Linked DNA regions of Mus musculus: regions 2, 3, 4, 5, 6 and 7 are each linked to region 1. A link is a contact called in public HiCAR-type and promoter capture Hi-C data. All regions are on one chromosome and are shown on one strand. The core of a region is the stretch at or near the end of the contact, and the rest is flanking DNA. Distances in the headings are between cores, read along the strand shown. Region 1 holds the start of Tacc1 (transforming, acidic coiled-coil containing protein 1). Region 2 holds the start of Mrps31 (mitochondrial ribosomal protein S31). Region 3 holds the start of Ap3m2 (adaptor-related protein complex 3, mu 2 subunit). Region 4 holds the start of Thsd1 (thrombospondin, type I, domain 1). Region 5 holds the start of Vdac3 (voltage-dependent anion channel 3). Region 6 holds the start of Smim19 (small integral membrane protein 19). Region 7 holds the start of Ikbkb (inhibitor of kappaB kinase beta).

The links. Promoter capture Hi-C pulls out the DNA fragments that hold promoters and counts their contacts. HiCAR-type assays count read pairs that join an accessible place to other places.
Region 2: a contact with region 1 is called in a HiCAR-type map of astrocytes, with 3 times the contacts expected there. The contact joins the promoter of Mrps31 here to the promoter of Tacc1 in region 1.
Region 3: a contact with region 1 is called in a promoter capture Hi-C map of pre-B cells, with 3 times the contacts expected there. The contact joins the promoter of Ap3m2 here to the promoter of Tacc1 in region 1. A contact is called at or near these places in 3 of 39 promoter capture datasets (hippocampal neurons, liver and pre-B cells) and 3 of 115 datasets of contacts at active chromatin or transcription factors (astrocytes, large pre-B cells and thymic regulatory T cells).
Region 4: a contact with region 1 is called in a promoter capture Hi-C map of liver, with 3 times the contacts expected there. The contact joins the promoter of Thsd1 here to the promoter of Tacc1 in region 1.
Region 5: a contact with region 1 is called in a promoter capture Hi-C map of embryonic stem cells, with 4 times the contacts expected there. The contact joins the promoter of Vdac3 here to the promoter of Tacc1 in region 1. A contact is called at or near these places in 2 of 39 promoter capture datasets (embryonic stem cells and liver).
Region 6: a contact with region 1 is called in a promoter capture Hi-C map of pre-B cells, with 4 times the contacts expected there. The contact joins the promoter of Smim19 here to the promoter of Tacc1 in region 1. A contact is called at or near these places in 2 of 39 promoter capture datasets (frontonasal cranial neural crest and pre-B cells).
Region 7: a promoter capture Hi-C map of embryonic stem cells shows a contact between it and region 1, with 3 times the contacts expected there. The contact joins the promoter of Ikbkb here to the promoter of Tacc1 in region 1. A contact is called at or near these places in 2 of 39 promoter capture datasets (embryonic stem cells and liver) and 2 of 115 datasets of contacts at active chromatin or transcription factors (bone marrow-derived dendritic cells and pro-B cells).

What each region holds. Positions count from the first base shown.
Region 1 is chr8:25,200,254-25,202,953 of GRCm38.p6, reverse strand. It overlaps Tacc1 (transforming, acidic coiled-coil containing protein 1), which reads left to right and starts at 1,412. Exons shown (of 13, transcript NM_177089.5): 1 at 1,412-1,832. The coding sequence starts at 1,669.
Region 2 is chr8:22,409,815-22,412,723 of GRCm38.p6, reverse strand. It overlaps Mrps31 (mitochondrial ribosomal protein S31), which reads right to left and starts at 1,384. Exons shown (of 7, transcript NM_020560.2): 1 at 1,140-1,384. The coding sequence starts at 1,258.
Region 3 is chr8:22,804,268-22,806,967 of GRCm38.p6, reverse strand. It overlaps Ap3m2 (adaptor-related protein complex 3, mu 2 subunit), which reads left to right and starts at 1,314. Exons shown (of 9, transcript NM_029505.3): 1 at 1,314-1,392.
Region 4 is chr8:22,226,007-22,228,922 of GRCm38.p6, reverse strand. Thsd1 (thrombospondin, type I, domain 1) reads right to left here and starts at 1,620. Exons shown (of 5, transcript NM_019576.2): 1 at 1,494-1,620.
Region 5 is chr8:22,592,529-22,595,428 of GRCm38.p6, reverse strand. Vdac3 (voltage-dependent anion channel 3) reads left to right here and starts at 1,616. Exons shown (of 9, transcript NM_011696.2): 1 at 1,616-1,745.
Region 6 is chr8:22,475,410-22,478,300 of GRCm38.p6, reverse strand. Smim19 (small integral membrane protein 19) reads left to right here and starts at 1,422. Exons shown (of 4, transcript NM_001146117.1): 1 at 1,422-1,795. It overlaps Slc20a2 (solute carrier family 20, member 2), which reads right to left and starts at 1,601. Exons shown (of 11, transcript NM_011394.3): 1 at 1,376-1,601.
Region 7 is chr8:22,705,308-22,708,007 of GRCm38.p6, reverse strand. It overlaps Ikbkb (inhibitor of kappaB kinase beta), which reads left to right and starts at 1,425. Exons shown (of 22, transcript NM_001159774.1): 1 at 1,425-1,538; 2 at 1,804-1,926. The coding sequence starts at 1,822.

The DNA.
Region 1 (2,700 bases), core at 163-2,662:
TCTGGAGTGCAGGAGCTATGCAAGGCACACGAGGATCGGGAGGAGGGAAAAAGAGGGTAGCAGTCTCGAGGAGGAGGAATGATCAAGCCCAGGTAAGGACTTACATGGGTACTATTTTCAAGCTACAGGGGTTTCTAATCTGAAGATTTGCTTGATCATAAACCCAAGACAACGACAGTTGGATAGTCTTGGCATAGTTCTTGTAGACCTAAAACAAAATGACTTCCGCTCACATTTTTAAAAAAAAAGTCTTTCAACACTTTTGACAGTCGTGTTTATCTCAGGCAAGAAGCAGTAATGGGCTCTAAAGTATACTCCTGCCTTTTTTTTTTTTTTATTATGGTAGGATACCTGCCAAGCCTTATCTTACATGTTTGCTTGTCTTTGTTATGAAGTGTATAAGACATTTGTGATTCATCTGCAGTACACGACGTGGTGCCAGCTTCTTTCAGGGTAAGCTCATGAGCATCCTGAAAATCTTCGCCTGACTTTGTTCTGAATTTTGGAGGCACACTCTCTGTGGGAATTGTAGCCACCTCACAGATTCTCTGAGACTGAGAAATGTCAGTATTATGGAAAACACACTGATGAGCTAATGGTCTCAAACTTGGCTTTGGAGGAAATGAATTCACTGGGAGAGAGGACCTGGGGCAGTCTCTTAGTGGAATCCTTCAAAGATAAAGGGGGGAAAATTCTTCTCTTCACCTTCAGAGGTAAAAGCCTTATTCTGAAGACTGTCACCAGATCTTGATGGCTCTGTACTGAAGAAGCAAAGGACATCAGAAACCAAGGACCCAGGAATTATCTGAAAAAAGCCTAAAGTTATGAAAAGAAAGAACAACAGGAAACGGCTCAGGCCGTCTTATCAGGGGGCAATTTTGCATCTATCCCAGGTCAGGGCACTCCGGAGCCCTCATGAGTGTGGCTTGGTGAGGGCAAGACAACTTCAATTCTTCTGTAACCTGGGAGCCTTCCAAATCCTGGGCGTAACAAGGATGGCGCTGACCAGTGTCAAGGATCGGGTACAACACTCTACAGAGGTTCTGAGTTGTTTTGTTTTTAAATAAGGGGCTTAACTTCTGTACAGCGCAGCTTCAGCCACGCCATTAAGTCCTAGCGGCAGGAAACACAGATAAAAGGGGAAGAGGAACAGCGCCGCGGCGCGCACACGCTCGGAAATGGACGGCGGCGGCGCGCGGCGCGCGGCAGGCGCGGATCCCGCGGGGAGGGCGAGCGCGGTCGAGCAGCCCCTGCCCAAGGCCGGGCGCGACCAGCGCGGCGGGGGGAGCGCGCTTCCAAGCGGCCGCCCCCGCGCGCCGCGCCAGTAGTTCGGTCCGAGGGGGCGGCTCCAGGGGCGCGGCTCCGCGGCGGCCGAGGCTGCTCCAGGCGGGAGCGGACCCCAGAGCCCAGCGACGCGGAGCAGGGCTGGCGGGGGAAGAAGCGGGCGGGCGAGCGGGCACGCGCGGGGGCGAGCTTCGGCGCGGCGGCCCGGAGGAGCGGGGGCGAGCGGCGCTGCGGGGCCGTGGGAGGAAGCGCTGCGCCCGGCCCGACGGCGCTCGTTGAGCCACATCCGCGGGTCGCCGGCGACGTTGCCGGCGCCTGTCAAGGCCCCTCCATTTTGAAGGAAGAGGCCGCCGTTCCCCCACCGCAGGGGCGGCAGCCGCGCTCATGGCGTTCAGTCCCTGGCAGATCCTGTCGCCCGTGCAGTGGGCCAAGTGGACGTGGTCCGCGGTGCGCGGTTCGGGCGCCGGAGAGGACGAAGCCGGAGGTCCCGAGGGCGACCCCGAGGAGGAAGAGGACTCGCAAGCCGAGACCAAATCCCTGAGTTTCAGGCAAGTACACCGCATCCCAGCCGAGATGCAGGCGGGCGCCATCCTCCCACCGCGGTCAATGCTGTGTGCGCGCAACCGTGTTCCCGGCTCTGCTGCCCGCAGCCGGGTCCCCGCTGTGTACCCGAAAGTTCGGGATGTTCTGTCTGCCCGTGTGCTTTTCGTCCTCTGTCTTCGCTGTAAGCTTTCTGAACCCAGCCCCGAATCCGCAGTCTGCGCATCCCGGTTTGCCTGGGTCGCTTTCTCGAAGCGTCGACACCCCGGCTCCGACGCAGCGGCACCGGGTAGTGGCAGTTGATAAGGCCAGGTGCGATTTGTAGCGTTTTCCCCTTGTGGGCAAGAAGTCGCTCCACCGCCCTTCTTGGCCCCGCAGTGTCCTAAAATGCAGCCTTGGTAAAAGAGGATCGCGTGATGACAGGTCCCTGGCAGCTGGTGAGAAATGGTGGTCTCTGCTGAGCTGTCACACGTGTGATTGTGGAAGGCAGGTGACGGCATTTTCAGCTTCCAGTGACTTCCAGACAGGTAGAGGCCTACGGAGAAGAACAGTATAGCTAGAATTGGCTTAGTTTGGGGGGTGGGGCGATATTAATTTTTACGCCCCTGGAAAGGGTTGATTGGGAAGTCTTTTTGTGTGTGTGTCTGTGCGTGTGAAAGGCAGCGATGACAAAAAAAAAAAAAAAAAAAAAAAAAAAAAAAAAAAAAAGGTCCTGGTGAGAAGCTTCAGAGGACGAAAGAGATTTCGGGGAGCTAGGATGCTGGGCATCGCTGAAAATGCTGCAGCCGTTCTCAGGCTGGGTTGAGGATTGGTTGGTTGTAAAGTTAGAGGCGCTGTACTTGCACTTTGGTGGCTGAGTACGTTTTAAAGGCAGTT
Region 2 (2,909 bases), core at 135-2,634, 2.8 Mb after region 1:
CACACATATTAATTTTATTTAGCACAACGTTTCCTTTCAAGAGTGCTCTGACACTACACACACACACACACAAAACCTGTATTACAGGAAAACCATGAATGTTCCCTAGCATAAAGTAATAAAACTATTATCCTAAATGCTCATATGAGCTTTTTTTTTCTTTGAGAATACCTCATGAGCTTCCACTAATTTTGAAGCCCTGAATTCAAATCCCCAACATCACCAAAAGCACCACATGGCTTCCCTCAGAGACTGACTTCACATTTTTCACCCTGCAGTGTAGGATCCTACAATAAAAATTCATCTTGCAAGTTTAAAATGCTAAGACATTTTAGAATCTTTCTGAAACATCTTTCTCCTTCTGTCAGTTCTCTAGAGCAATCAGCAGAAATAGTCACTCCTTTTGACCACTCCGTTACTTCATTATAGGTCACATCCTGTTCACTTTATTTTGTGCAGACTCCTTCACGGAGTTGATCCTTTCCATCTCCACTGCTATCTTGCTTCAGCACTGAGATAGGCGTTGAGGACAGGCGTGCCCAGAAAGAATACCATGAACCTCTTACAACTTCGAGATGTCTCTATTTGCTCTCCTCTAGTTATCTGTTGAGAGAATGAACTCTGTGCTTACCCATGCTATCTTCACTCTACTTGAATCACCTCCTCAATGGAAGTATACTACTGTCCAGAATGGTAGGACTGTTTTATTCGGAGCTCAACATCGGTAGCTGACATAAACGCACTTTAAATAATGCAGTAGGGAATAAAGGAGGGAAGCATTAACGAGGCTATAAAAATTCTTGGGAAGCATAGAAGATGAAAGAAAACGACCTCTCTTTTCGAGTCCGTACAAAGAGAAGTAACAGCAAGCAGGATGAGGGATAGATTTGCAGCAGAAAGACCGCGGGACAAGAAACAAGACTTGTTGTTATGGCTGTTTGCCACACTCATCACGGCATCGGACAAGCTGCCTTGTCCTTCTACGATTTCTTTCTACCCACACTTCGAACAACCGCTTCCAAGAGCCTACGCTTACAGTATCCAACCCCGGGGGCTGGAAAAAAATGTCGCTGCAAGGCAAGTAGAGGGCAAGCGAGCCCTGGAAGCCCGGCGCGGCCAATAGCTCTGGGCCACCTTACCTCACAGCTCCGGACTGAGCCGCGGGTAGCACAGCCACCGAGACGTCCCGGTTTCCACAGGACAAAGGGAGGCCCGAGAAAGGGCGAGGGCGTAGAAATGCCGGGATTCTGTGGAGCATCGTGTAAATACAAACTCAAACCAGAGCACAGCCGGAAGCACAAGCGCCAAGAAGTGCACAGCTGAACTGGTTCGTCCCTCTGCCAAAAATGTCCTCCGAGATGTTTTCCAGCCTGCACTGTTCCGCTCCTTTTGGATTCCGGTAGGAAACGGAGACCAATCATTATGTTCCTGGGTCTTTGGCTGGCTCGATCCTGCTGCTTCCTTTTTGGATGGAGTGGATATCGAGGTTCCATAAAGATGCAGACCGGAGAAAGTGAACAGGATGAACAACTGAGCTGACTGGAGCCGTAGAGAACTAACAGAACTCCCTGTCCTGCCCTTCCGTGAGTGACGGGGCGAGTCCGCAGCGGTTGTCTCTGTGACAGTTGCTCCTGGTCAAGGTCTGGGGCTAGGTGTTCCTCACCTCTTTTCCGATGAATTAAAAGGAAACAATCCCACGGATTTGCAAAATAAGCAAGATAATTTGAGTCAAGCGATAGTGCAAATTAAAGATGGACTTGCTGTCAATATTGATGGATGCACATGAGGGAAATTGCTAAGGGATCGTGGTTGTTGCTGGAGCCTTCTTTTATGGGGACTGTGGATGAGAACTCCTGGAAAGAAGTTGTGACTGCAGAGACTGATCGGCTGATTAGAACCGTAGTACTTTAGAGAGATTGGAATGTTGCAGGTCTAGAAATTAATTTAATTATCTTATTTTGGGCTGGTTCTAGCACCTCCCCAACCCGGACAACCAGTCCTTGCCACCTCTGTTGGAACTAACCCTTTGAATCTTAGGCCTATAGACCTATTAGAAAAGCTTCCCCAACTTGCTGTATCTACTCCTCTGATATACCCACCGATGTACTTTAACCTTGATTTATAATTTACCTTGTTCTGTAAAACTATAAAAATTTAATGAAACTACTTCCATGTTTGAATGTGGGAACTTGGGTTAATCAAGATCTGTGTATCTGAGCCACAGTCTCTCAAAATGGCTCCAGAATAAAATATCTCTCATTCCATTTAGGATAAGAGTACCAGGGTTTCTGTTTGTTTGTTTTTAACATGGACAATTATAGCGCCACGATATGGGGATCCAAGACAGATCCGGTTCACCTGATGAATCTCTGAATGGAAACTGAGTACCTGCATGGACCCATTGAATTCAGACCAGCTAGTGTTATTTTCTCAGGGATTTTTTTTTTTTTTTGCAACGGTACAGACAATTTTATTACAACTCTTTTCAAGCTTCAAAATGCATTTATCACTGAGGTTAGATCTAATATATAATATACTATATTAATTACAAGGCAGAAGGCATTTATAATCAAATATATTGCATTTCTCTGTACTGGCCAAATATATCTTTGTAAGAACAGGAGCAACAACACACAGTAGTTTATAACTCCAAGTATATTCCTCCAATATCAGAAACATTAAATTAAAACTTATTTTATGCCATTTTCCTCCAACATAAAGATGCATCAAAGCTATCTTCTACATGTCTTAGTGTTGACACTGATAGAACCTAGTGGGGAAACCCCCACTCAATTCCAGATTCAGCGGGCACCCAAAGAATCATGAATAGACCACCCTGATGTAGTTACATGAGGTAGTTTAATGACGGAGCTCCGGACCAACATGCAGCCTACACAGGAGATAATGGA
Region 3 (2,700 bases), core at 65-2,564, 2.4 Mb after region 1:
CGGAAATCTTCTCATTTGATGACTATTTCTTCTGTAATTTCAAACGGGACGTATGAGGCAATGTCACAAATCGTTCTTTTTTTTTTTTTTAAGCTTTGAAATTATTTTTAAAATTTCTTCTCACACCCCTCCCCCGCGCGCGCCCGGCCCCGGGTGAGTAGCGACCAGGTGGGCAGCACAAGCCTTTAATCCCAGCACTCCGGAGGCGGGAGGCAGAGGGAAACAGTTCAAAGCTGTCCCGATCTGGAGACTTCCCGGCCAGCCAGAATTGTTCAGCGAAACTGTCTCAAGTAACAAAACGAAAGGGAAAATAAACACACACACACACACACACCCGTTTTTGCATGTATGAGGTACGCGTTTGCATTTGTGCATGGAAACACTTGTAGGAGTCAGAATATCACTCCTCACCTTCCATCTGATTTGAGGTAGGGCCTCTTGTTTTTAGGTACTGCCAGAGACCTTTCGGAGACTCATCTAGATTGGCACGACCGTCATCACCGCAGTTTGTCATTTCATCTTACAGTGTGCCCAGCAGTTTTTGCAACCCCCTTCACACTTCATCTTACCGAATGCCTCATTTTAATCTAACTGAAGATAAAATTTCCATCGGATCTCTGCTTCACACTTTCCCGAGTCACAGTAACCTGTGATCTCTTTAAATTTAAGGTGGTTTCAAAGACCTGCCCCAACACCTTCATTATCGGATCTGGGAACTGAGAGTCTGGAAGGAGAAGTCAGTCTTATCTGTCTGTCTGTCACTCTTTCTCTGCCTTGCTCCCCCCTCCCCACTACGTCTCTACTTTTCTCCCTTCCTTTCCTCTCTTGTCTTCTCCCCTCCCCTCCTTTCCTCTATTCTTCCCGGTTCTTTCCCGCTGGCTTGGAACTCCCTGTGTAGACAACAAGGTTGGCCTCGAACTCACTGAGATACTTCTGCTTGTCTCCTGAGTGCTGGGATTAAAGACCTGCGCCACAGGCCCGGCAAGCAGTCGCTTTTTAAGTGCACCTGTGTAATGGAGGTTAGTTATGATTGGTTATCTGTGATGCATTAAATTAGAAGCATCCCGGGAATCATTTTACCTTTCCGGTCACTTTCTAGCTCCCCGGAGGCCCTTTGTGACTGGATGACCGACTGTCTTCATCCTCCAATCGGGGCTTGGAGTCTCAGAGCTACACCAATTGAAGGTTACCGGACCTTCAATAAAGACCAATCGGATGCTAGAGCCTAGCAAGCGAACGGCGATCAATCAGAGCGCAGGAGCGGCAGCCGGGGAGCGGCTGGCCAATCAACGTGAGAGCGGTGAGGAGGGGGCGGAGCCTTCGTGCAAGGAGCACTGCGCAGCGCGACTGCGCTGCGGAGCCGGAACGGAGCCTGAGACCTGGTCGAAGCTGGTAGGGTTGGGCTGGGCGCGCGCGGATGGGAAGGGCTGCGTTGGGCGTCGCCTGGGAGAGAGGTACGGGAAGAGTCCCGGGCTACAAATGCCGTTGCCATGGCAACGCAGGTGCACAGTTCTGGGACCAGGGTCCCTGCTTCTGGACAGTTTTCAGGCTGGAGCCCCAAGGCCCATAGGGCCTCCAATACCCTAGGCTTGCAGGCTGCTGGGCTGCAACCTCTCGATGGCTGTCTTGGCAGCCGACGATCTGGACTCTCTCCTGGGGCACTAGGAAAACAGGTCTTAGCAATGTGACCAGTTGTGCTAGCTCAAGTCAGTTCGCTTCTAGGCCACCCCTGGGTGCAGCAAAGCTGCCTCATCCTGGAGATGTCACTGTAGACAAACTAGGGTGTCTCCAGAGATTTTTTTTTTAAGCATCCAGCGGAATGCTTTGTGCACAAATAATTCAGAGAATAGGTCCTTAGTGAATGAGTAAAGATCACAGTGGCAAAGATTCCAGGGGCTGGCTCTGCTCAGGAGAAGTAGAAAGCACATCACATATGCTGTTTCGAATAGGAATCGTGGTAAGCTAACGATAAGTTAAATTTTAATATATTTCATTTGACCCAAACATATTACCAGTATTAAATAAGTGGTAAGATATTTAAAATTGAGTCTTTTTTCCCAACCGAAGCTGTCCAGTCTCTAATCTTACAGTATATGTCAGTACTATCGGCCTCTTTTCAAATGCCCACTACCCATTTAAATAGTGCCTAACATCTTTGTTTATTTCATCTAGATTTTTTTTGTTTTGTTTTGTTTTGTTTGTTTTTTTGAGACAGGATCATGTTATGTAACCCAGGCTAGTCTCAAACTTGTGATCCTCCTGTCTTAGCTCCCAAGTGCCTGGCAAAGTCGGATTTAAAAGAAAATTAAGTATATTTATGTGCACCCATGTGAACAACAGGTTGTCACTTCTCTTCTCTCATGTTATGAGTCCCAATGAAATTGAATCCCATTGTTTGGATCGTTAGCAAGCCTCACCTGCTGAGCCATCTCACAAGCCTGAAACTAGTGTTTTAAGTGGATCTAACTCGGGCAATAATAACAGAGAACTGAAAATCTACAACAGACAAACAAATTGGCTGCTAGTTATTATTGGGAATTCAAGGGAAGAATCCTTAGGGCTCATGTAATAGTAGCAGGTATGTCTGGCCGGTGGCCTGCAGGCCACATGTGGCCCAGGACAGCTAGGAACGTTGCCCAACACAAAACGGTAAACTTCCTTAAGTCATGGGGACATTTGCTTTCCCATCTCGTTTTGTGA
Region 4 (2,916 bases), core at 371-2,870, 3.0 Mb after region 1:
GAGTTAAGCAGGCAGATTGAAACAAGCCACCACTCAGTGGGAAGGAAGCTGGTGTGTCTCTATTAGCTTTTGTTCAGTAAGAGCTAGGAGAACAAAGGAAACTCTGCACTTCCTGAAAACGAAGGGGTGGGGGTTGCAGCTTAACTATGCAGATGATTGGCCTCCCTTCCTTTCCTCAGCGCATCAAAAAAGGAAATTCTGTTTTAGTGGAAGTCGCCTTGGATTTGATCTAATCATTACCTTGAATTTGGATGGGGAACACGACTTTAAGACTTCAGATGAAAGACTCAGAGGAAGCATCCCATGGTGGCCCCAGCATCTGTAGCTCCCCCCAAAATCTGAGGCAGGAGGATGGCTTAAGCCTAGGAGTCTGAGACCAGCCTAGACAACATAATAGGACACCACCTAGCAGCGGCCTCCGGAAAGGTGAACTCAGCTTTCTTGGATGGCTTGCTTCTCGGAGATAATATTCTTCTTAAAACTCTTTCTCATCACTGATTCTGTGATTGCATTTTCTTGCTTATGAAGATGGGTGGTTAAATACAGACCTGTGTGATGATCTGTACTTAGAGCTGGACAGAGATGGAATTATAGAACGCAGTCTACCTGAGCATTAGGGCATGCACTATGATGATGATTATAATAAGCCTCTAAAATGGGAGGGGGCACTACTGATTATTACCTTTTTTCACCACGTCCCCAATTCCCTGAGTAGTTGCTGAGTAAAATGTTTGGTGCTGAGAATCATTTTAAGAAAGTAGGAAAGTGGGAACATTTTCAAGATGTTTGAAATGCTTTGTATAGGGCTTGGGTGGTAGAGGACTTGCCTAGCATGTGAGAGACCCTGGGTTTGAACCTTTGGAGCTAAGAAAAACAGTAAAAGTCCCAGCCGAGAAAGTGGAGAAAAGTGTGTGTGGATATTCTCAATGGCTAACAGAATCACCCCCTCCCCCCCTTAAAGCCAAGCTTTTCAGAAAGCAGCTAAATGATTCATAGCCGACAACAAAGGAAAATTAATTTATATCCACAGGACATCGTTAAAGAATAAAAGGAGGAAAATAAAAGAATAGAAGGAGAAACAAAGTAATTTCACAAGCAAGGCTTCTGTGTATAGATCCAGGAATAATGTCTGTTAGGAGGCAATCTGGATCCCAGAGCTGCGCTTCTGAACAAGCTTTCTCTATCCCAACCATGGGGTGAGCTGTGCGTCCCCCGTGAAGCCCTGCTCTCCTACCAACTCACTTTCCAGAGGTGCTTCAAGTTCCCGGGTGCAAACCCAGTCCAGTGGTAGTCAGCATAAAACTTGTTACTGAGGTCATTGCTTATTGTTAGTATCCCAGAAAGAGACTTTTGGAAAGCCACAAACGTATGTCGCAACGTTGAGTTTCCAAAGGTTCCAATCTGAACTCCTGCCTTTGAGAGTCCCGTCATTCGGCCACGCCTGCGCCAGGTGCCCGCCCTGGTGGTGGGCCACCTGAGCTTCGGATCCTTACCTCGGGTCGGGTCTGTCTGGCACGGCGGAAGTGAGAGGGGAGCCTCAGCGGCCACAGGGTGACTGACCGAGCATCTCCCGTCCCGCAGCTGCACGCCCGCCCGGGTCCAGAGCTCCGGCACGCTCCCAGGCTGCCGGGACCACGCCCCGAGGCGGGCTCTCAGAGGGCGGGGGTCAAGCGCAAGAGGTCCGCCCCGCTCCCACTCCTGGGCAGCGCATCTTCCTTTCCTGCCCGCCCCTAGCTTGCCCTGTGGAGAGGAAACCTGCAGGAAACTCTGGGTCCAGAGGCCCTGCTAGGAGGTGTGGTCGCTGCTAGTGCAGCACGTATTTACACCCACAGTCCACTTCCCGCTGCAAAGACCCAGTGCTTTAAGAGAGAGCCAGCAGCCTTGCACTTAAACCATTCACTTCTCCCCCATGTCATTTTCTTTTGGAGGGTGATCACAAGAAGAGCCAAAAAGTGGTATGGGTAATTTCTAAACTTGCTCCCCCAAATGTCACTGGAGTTTGAAAGGAATATACTTCAGATAAAGCGCATTTTCCTTTCTCTTCCTCTGGAGCAAAACTTGGTTAATTAAACATTTTAAAAATAAACATTTAAAAAAGTCTATTCTACAAGTATTTTCTTTCTGAAAGAACCGGAGGCTACGTTTCACGTGGTTTAACAGCTGCACTTGCCATCCAGCGCTGTGCAGTGAGCTTTCTTTTGCGTGTAACAACCACTTAACAGACAAATTTAGTAATAGAAATCAGCATAGCCTCTAGATGGCCAGCACCCAGCAAGAGGTACCAGGAAACTCTCGAGGAGTGAAGCATGTTAGGACCGAGTTGTGTGGATTTACTGTGCATGTGTCAGACCCATGAGACTGGATGTGGGGCATGTGCCTGTAATCTCAGGAACTGGGGAAACAGGATTTCACATACCTGGTCAGCCTGGACTGTACAAACGAGAGCCTGTTCCTGGAGGCAGACTGTGGGCGAGGCACTACATACAGAGCAGCAGCGGAGCTCTTGCTTAGCAAGTTGGTGAGGGGGAGCCAATGGTTGGCTTGTAAATTTCGCCTCAAGTTTGGAGATTATGCCAGTTGCAGAAAGTTGATCTTAAAAGACAGCGCAGTCACTTAGATGCCATCAAAGGTCAAGTTTTTCTAGGGAGTAATCAACCAAGTGACCAAGGAAGTTCTCACTGCCGTCAATACGATCTGCTCTGTCATTCATCAGCTCAAGGTAGGATCCCTTTCAAATTCGTGCCTGCCATATGAACATCAGATAGTTCCTGGGACTATTGGTTTTGAAAACAAAAAACAAAATGCAATTTAAAAAAATCTCAATGGAAGCGCCTGTGTAGAGTTCAGCGGGTAAAGTCTTATGGTCGCACTTGGTGATTCCAGGTAGCCCTGAGTTGCCCAATCCCAGCTTTCCTC
Region 5 (2,900 bases), core at 367-2,866, 2.6 Mb after region 1:
GATGGTAGAGAAACTACTGAACTACAGGGTCAAGTCAGGTGGTGCTTCCAAGTGGACACAAGCTTCCATCCGTAACAGGAAACTATCTCTAATTGGCATCCACTTGCAAAGAAAACAAAATGGTTTTCTTCAATGGAGTCTCCATGCCCAGCCATAGAGGGACAACACAAAATGAACTCAATGATTCTGACTTTGGGCCTTTTGTTTTGTTTTACTTGTGTTTTGTGTGTATGTTATGGACTCTGTGTTTATGTGTCTACTCTCCTCGTACTTCCTCTTTATTATTTTTCTTTTTTTAAGTTCTGGTTTGTTTGACTATTTGTATTCTAAAGAGAGAAATAAAGAAGGCATGGAGTCAGGTGGTTGGGGGAATCTGGGAGGAGCTGGGGGTGGGGAAACATGACCGGGATATAGTGTATGAAAAATTATTTTCAATAAAAAGAGTTAGCGGTAGAAACATCAACAAATATTTCCAAAAAGGCCATTTGTACATAACCAAGGCACAGTACCCTCAGATTCTACGTTGCTCTAGTACTAGTGTACTAGTGTAGTTTACTCAAATCTCCTCAGTTGCTTGGTTGTGTTCAATAGCCCTTTTGTTTTATCCACAGTCCAACTGAGACTCACAAAAACACTTTAGCATTACATCTTTTTGTTCTTAAACCCTTTTCTTCATCTTTCATGACATTGAAGATTGAGCAGTTGCTTCGCAGAACGTCCCTTAATTTGGATTTGCTTTCTCGCCCATAGACAAATTACATGCTTTGTTAAGAATACTGACTCGTGGGCTGGAGAGATGGCTCAGCCGTTAAAGGCTAGGTTCACAACCAAGAATATAAGAATATCGACTTGTGTCCCTTTCTGTGAATGACAGGGCACCTGAAGTTAGCTTTAGTCACTTGGTGAAGGCGATTTTCTGGCTGTGAAGGTCCTTTCCTCTTCAGTAAATAATCCGCGGAGTGAGTGAGTCCTGGGAACCATCGGGATCTCCTTAACCGTTTGCTGGGGAATCGGTTGTCACTAAGGTGGCTCTAAAGCAGTGGTGTGTTCCTTGCACAATTCCTGCGACATTGATTTCTCTTCTAAGAAGAGCTCTCTCTCCATCCTCTCTCTCTCTTGAATTAACTTGCATGCTCTAGAAGCCCGCAGTCGCCTAACCTCTAGGGCCTGGGTTTTCTCTCATCGTTCCAACTGAGAAGACTCACATTTTAAAATTACAGTTGACCTGGGACGAAGTTCCCATAAAGACCTGCAAGTCATCCACCATAGAGAGGGTGGCAGGGTCTGGGAGCGACACTCTGGCTGGCAGCTCGCGTCCGCAGAGCCCGCCCTGGGTCTCTGCTGGCGCCCTGCCCGCCCGCGCCCCTTCAGGGGACAGTAGCTACGGCTTTGGCACATTCTCGCGAGAGCCGCGCCTCCCGGCCCAGCAAAGGTCCTCAAAGGCCTTTCGGCCATTTCCACACCACCCCGCGCCGGTCACCCGCCAGCAGGGCCCCCACTGCGCCCGCGCACTCGCCCGCGCACGCGCAGCCGGACAGTTGGCCTAGGCGCCCGCCGCGGGGCCCCTTGCACGTCTGGTCTGAGGCGCGGCGCCGCGCCGCGCGCACTCGCGCTGGGGGACGACGGGCGCGCAGGCGCACAGGCGCGGCGGGGGAGCGAGGTCGCGCAGGCGCAGACGGCGTTGGTTCGAGAAGACCTTCAGCGTTGCCTTGGTGGAGCGGGACGGGCCCACCCTCGGGTTGTAGGTGAGGCGACCGCTGCCGCGGGCCGGGTGGGCGGATGGCCGGCGGGCCTGAGGAGCCGGCCGAGGCCACGGAGGAGGAGCTGAGGGGCGCCGACCTAGGGCGAGGCGAGGCAGGGGAGACTCCGCTGCCCGGACCCTGTTGGTCGCCTGAGGGCGGGAGTCGCCGCCCTGGGCCGGCCGCGACCTTCCGCCGCACCCGGCGTGCGCACTGGCGGTCTGCCCGGGGCCAGGCTGGAAGGCGGGCGGTTTCTAGAGAGGACGAGTCCCGGAACCCCAAACCTACACCCGACCCTGTCCTCACCCCGCTGTCTGGTGTGTCCAGCACTTGTCAGGCGTGTCTTGCACTCCCGACGGCCGAAGGGTGGATGCTCTTCATGCATCTTAAAAAGCAGAAACAAGGAACAAAAGAGAAGCTGTCTCCTCTAGTTAGTGCCTTTTGTCGTCCTCTCAGGCTCTAATGCAGCCTCAGGGCATGGTGCATAGCTGTCTTGTAGCGCTAAGATGATTGTGAGGTTGTAGCTTGACTCTCGAGTAACATGGAGTCCGGGTTTTCTCGATTTTTTTGCTTGATCATACCAGCAGTGCATTTCCCATTAGAATCATGGGTCCGAGTAAGGGACAGTTTGGGCATGAACGACTTCAGTTATCCACTTGACTTTTGCAAAGTGATGATTTTTGAGAAACAGTGGATCAAAAACGCTAAACGCAGCTTGTAAATAGCACTTAGACATTTCGACCACCTTGGTTTATTTTCTCCCTGATCAGTATGAAAACCTAAAACTGTATAAACGTTTCTGTCTGAATACGTAAGACCTGTGTTTCCTCCCTCCTAGAATGATGGCAAAAGATTTACATTACTACCGGGACTGTAAAATTACCCTGCTAGTGGACTCCAAACTCTGTAACATAGAGCAGAATTTTATTATAGATTGATGTAGAACATCAATACCACTCATTTGCCTTGACTCCTTAACTTTTCCTTTTGATTGATGCCTTGGATAAAACCCGTGGCATCAATTATAGATCCTCTTCTATGTAAGATAAGTGCTTTACCCATACGCCATCCCCATTTCTCTATAAATTTTGGGTGTGTGTGTGAACTTGTTTATGTGGTGTATGTACACGTTTGTGTGCACATCCGTATGCATGTGGAGTC
Region 6 (2,891 bases), core at 173-2,672, 2.7 Mb after region 1:
TACCTAAAAGAGAAAAGGGGGGGGGGGCAGTCAAGCAAAATAAAAAAATCTAACAGCCTACAGCTTGTTTTTGTTTAATTTTCTTAGTTTGGTGTTAAAAAAATCATTTCACATGTTTGTTTGCCTTCAGTTAGGAAGTGTAGTAAGAAATACAAAGGACCCCAAATTTGAGTAACGGCTCTGTACCTTTGCCTGGTGCCCACCCTATCTAGATCAACTTCTGACCATGTTATATAATGGGCACTTAGGAGTAAGAAAAGAGCCACAAGGCTTTTAAAACTCTTATACACCCAAATGGACTAAACACACTTCTATGAACTTCTTTCTAAAGCCACACTAATTTGCTAAGTTATTCTGTGATCAGCACCCTTATTTTCAGAAGAGAAACAACTATTTAAAGCCAACGTTCTACATAGTGGTGCGAGCTAATCAAACTTAAGTATTGAGAAACTGAACAATCTACGCCTATGTAAGAAGTTCCCCTTGAGAATGAACTGATATAAAACATCTATGAACATCTGGCACTGTCCCGGCAAACAGGCAGCAAACACCACGTGTACTACTCTTTCTAATTCTCTAACTTTAAACTCAAACTAAATGGTTTAAAAATTATATAAATGATTGTGTGTATAATATACGTAAACGCACATACACTGATACTACAAAAACATGTTACTGATCCTAAGGGAAGGTGAGTTTGTAATAGGCAAGACAACTTGTGAAAAGTTACAGTCTAATTATTTGCTCTTATCTCTGCACGCCAACTCAAGAGAACCGCTACACTGCGAGCAAGAATGGTAACAAGAAGTCAGATGATCCCGGAGAACTTGCCCTGCTGGAATTGCTAAGCCCTTAAGCACGTGGACAATGGGCCGCTTTATTTGCATGGCCGCACTAACCTGGGGGGACCGACTGATCGGTTTAATGGCGAAACTGCACTCACTCATTAACGATCACCACCTGCCTCACCCTGGAAAACGTAACCTTATTCAAGTCCCCCCACGCAAATGGTGTTTTTCTTTTTTGTTCTTTTTCTTTTAAAAACACCCTAGCCATTCAAGCAAAGATGCGAGAGAGCAGTCGCCTCGGCCTCACAGCCGGGAAGATGAGGAGACCGAGAACCCAGCCAGCCAGCTTCGTCCCGGGAGCACGCGCAGACACCCCGAGACCGCCCCACCGCGGAGGAGCCTCGGCGCCCTCCGGCCTGAGCCCGCCGCTTCCCGCCCGCGCCGACCCGGGCCGCGGCGCGCGGAGAGACGCACCGCCGCGCTGCACCGCGCTGCGCTCGGCTCCCGCCACACGCGGCACGCGGTGCCGCCGCGGCGTCGGGCTCCGATCCCGCACAGAGGGAAGGAAGAAAAACCAATAACAAAACCTGGCTTCTCGTTCCCTCCGGAAACCGCGGGCCGGCAGGAAGTGACGAAGGCGAGGTCGTCCGGTCCGCTGGGTCTCGGCCCGCGCTCCCCGCCCGACTCCCGGAACAGCCCGAGCGGAGCGGAGCGGCTCGGCGCGGCGGCCTCCGCACCTCAGCAGCCGCCGAGCGCCCGCCCGCCCGCTCTCCCGCTCGCTCGCCCGCCCGCGCGCGGCTGCGTCACCGCCCCGCCCCCGTCCCGGCCCCGCCCCGTCCCGTCCAGTCCGGGCCCAGCCGCGGGCTGCGAGCTGCTGCGGGTCAGATCCCGACCTGGGTGTCTCTGCGGGCGGAGTGAGCGGGGCGGCTGCAGCGTGCCTAGGGTCCCCGGAGCCCGCAGAGACGCCGGCGGGAGCGTGCGGCGTCCCGTCGCGGGAGGACTGTCCTGTATGTCACCTGGAACAGATTGCACAGGCTCGGGGGAGGGGGGCGGCGGCTGGAGGAGGCCAGGTTTGGGCGTCAGATCTGTGTGCCACCTCTGCGCCTCCCGTTCCCCGGGTCCCTGTGGCCTTGGGATCTCAGAGCCACCACTGTCACCTGTTATTGAGTTGCAGTGCGTCAAAGCAGGATGGGTGCAAAAAGAAAAAAAAAATTACTCGAACGTGTACTGCGCAGTCCACAGGCCTCAGCTATGCTCCGTCCTCTAGGATGGGGTGAAAGCCTGTGACCTTGTTCCCGTCTGTTTTAGGACCTCAAACGTCGCAGTGCTTCAGAGAGTCAGGAGAATGAATCTTCCCCTCATGGTGTTTGGGTTCCGTTGTTAGAAATTATGTGTAGTCTGAATTTCCGTGAGAGAGTAACAAAAGTCCCACGTGAGAGGCAGAAAATAGCATTCCAAGCGAGGTGGCAGGTTCTAGAACGGAGTGGACAAACTTTAAAACTTAGGATAATGTCTCATGATTACCTGAAAAGGATTTTGTCACCCAAAAGGAGGTCAGCCTTAAACTAAATCCCGATGGATGCGTTTTTTGATGTCATGATCTCTTAATATGCGTGTTTAACCTGCAGCTTAAATCAGCTCCATCTAGCTAGCATCTTTCTAATGCAATAATAGTTTAAACATTACATCACCGGACAGCTGAGGGAAGATGTCAGTTTTCCCATAAGAGCCCAGAATGTCACTCTCAGCATCAATCTACTAGAGCATTAACTTGCCTGAAATGAACCAACCCCTGGACATTTTACTTTAGACTGAAGGGGAAAGGCGCATATCCTCACACTTGGTTAGGTTACACAAAGTGCGTGGGAGGCGTGGTTAAAGTACCTCCATGTCTGCACTGTGGACTCTGAACTCTCCATTCCTGACTCTTCCAAAGCGTGGCCTTGATGGTGTCAGGACTAGCAGGAGAGGCCTAGCTTCAGTGCAGACCCTTTAAACTGTGGGTCTAAGGAAACTCATCCACCCAGGACCTGTGGAGCAGCGGTGTTATTGCATACTATGGATGGTTTTATAGAATCTGTTTTGCCATCCTGGGTCAGCAAT
Region 7 (2,700 bases), core at 176-2,675, 2.5 Mb after region 1:
AGTCTCCTGAGCTCCTCTTTCTGACTTTTAAACTGCCGACATAACAGACCCCGAGAAACTGTAATCTCCCCCAGGAACATCATCTGAGGCCACGTGGGAACCCGTGTAAGAAAGCTGTGACTGTCCCGTGAGCTGTGGTTGGGGCAGAGTGCAGAATGTTCTTCCACAAGTGGCCTTCTAGAAATAATTGCAAACCCCATAAAAAGTGGATGCTCTCAAAAGGGGCGACATGAAGGGTATGGCTTGGGATGTCCACGTTCTCTCTGTGGGAAGGGTGGGGTCCTGGGAGGAATATTCTTGGCTTTTTCCCACAGGTGCAAGGATGATAAGACATAATACCAAGTGTTTTTTCACTTGCTGTTCTTGTATTTGCTTAAGCTCTCTGTAAACATCATCTCATGTTTTGCTTGCTTTAATAATAAAAGAGTGAGAAGTTCTTTATTTGCTCTATTCTTGAGTTCAAACGCTTAGAGTCCCCAGGTTATCCCACAAAGATCTTTGGCTTTCAATCCAGGGAGACTTTGTTAGCCTTGCTGGTCGCTGTCCGCTGCTGGGTTCGGATCTAAAAAGCCAGTAAATGTCAGAAGCCTGGAGCCACTGTGCCACCTTCAGAGGAGCAGAGATTTCACACCGTCTGACAAACGCCACATCATAGGAGAAACTGGAGCCTAGACAACGATGGTGGACCAGAACATATATTGAGCATGACTACTTAGTTATGTATACCACTTGCCTTCCACTTAAACCCAAACCTCATGGCAGGACCCCAAAATTAGACTTGGATCGGCAGAGGTATGGGTGAGAGAGATTAGATCGCTGTCTTTCCCCAATGTAGTCACATTGAATAAACCTCTTTTTCTCCTTTCCATTGGTAATTGTATCGTGAATTAGGCTATGGGAGGTGAGCGGCTGAACCTGGCTTGTTAGAGGCAGGGGTGGATGCTGGTAGGCGTGTGGGGTGTCCTGGTGGAGAAGACAATACCCAGCCTCTTGACCTAATAACTAGTAATTTCTTTATGCTCCCAGTGCTCAAACTCCATTTTTGATAGACAGTGCTAGTTTTTTGTTTTGTCTCTGTACTCTTCCCTCTCCTCCCTTCCTCTTTGAGGGGGATGGTGGTGTGTTACTTTCTGAGGAGCATCAGGATGGTTGATTATTCTTAATACTGAACCAGGAGCGGTGGGAGGACAGGGAGGCAATTCTTAGGACAGCCTCTAAGTCAGCACTAGTCGGGGCTCGGCAGATTCTCCCCTTATTAACTGCCTAGCCAGTCGGATCAAGCTCAGCCTAAAAAGTGCCAGGGTGAAGAAGAGCTCTCCAAGCCGCCAGGTCCTGCGCCGCCAGGTCCAGCACCTTGGCTGGCTGTGGCTGCGTCTCCGAGAGCCAGTGGCTCGCGCGTCCCCTTTAAGAGCCGTCTAGTACCCGTGACGTCAGGGCAGGAAGTGTTTGAGGAAGTGGCGCTGGGCTGGCTGCGTGGGGACCCCGAGTTTTCATGTCCTCAGCGGGTGTCGCTGGCGGCCCCGCGGCCCCCGGGGCAGGTGAGTCCCACGCGAGGGCGGCTCGCGGCGCGTGGACCGGCTCACCCGGGTGTGCGCTCCGCCTCTCCCCGGGGTCCGTGGCTGCGCCGCGCCCGATGCTGAGCGGACCCACCGGTGGGCCCGGCCGCCGCAACTTTTATTTGTTAACTACACCGGTGTCCTAGCCTCCCCTTGCAGGGCAGCAGCCACTGCTGCTCCCAGTTGCTTCTTGAGCTCCAGTGTTCTTCTTACTCTCAACTTGTCCTCTCTCCCTGCTTGCTTCTAGAGTTAGCAGGGCATCGATATGAGCTGGTCACCGTCCCTCCCAACCCAGACATGTGGAGCCTGGGAAATGAAAGAACGCCTGGGGACCGGGGGATTTGGAAACGTCATCCGGTGGCACAATCAGGTAGGGCTCTGGCACCAGGAAGGTGGGTGAGCTTTCTTGGCGCCTCTTCTGACCTGGCCCGGTGTGAATGGGTGGATCCCTGCCTAACCTTGGCGTTGTCCAATGGGAGCGTAAGAAAAAGGACTGCAAAGGGGATCTGTGAGCTGCTAAACTGACTCTTTTTAAAAAACCTTAATAACCATGCCACTTAGAAGGACACATGAGGGAGTAAGCTGTCATTCCAAGTATTTTGAAATTATATTTCTACTAATATTTAGACTAGCACGTAATACATTACATTGTGATAAATGTTGTAGAATACAGGCAGTGTTAAAAAGATGAGAGCAATAAAAAACATTTTAAATAACTTTATTTAAAATATTTTAGGTAGTTGATAACCCCAAGGTTTTTCTCTTCTCTTTCTTTCTCTCTTTCTTTCTTTCTTTCTTTCTTTCTTTCTTTCTTTCTTTTCCATGTGCCGCCATATAATGCTGAGTGATGTGGACTGATTTCATTTTTGGATCTAATTTTTATTCCTATTATTTTAGTCCTTATGTGTCTGATGTGCGTTGCTCATGTTAAAAGTTTGTGTTCTTCCAAAAAAAATTTGGGGGAGGGGGCTGGCAGTAAGTACGCTGAGATTCTTGGCAGGACTCTCTCTAGCTCGGCTGTTTACTGTGGGAGACTTATTTTATCCGATTTGGGTAATGAGTTCATCACAGTGCCTCAGGAGCACACAGTACTTGTGATGTTTCCGCTAAAGAGTACTTACTAACCTCAGGATACTTGAGTATC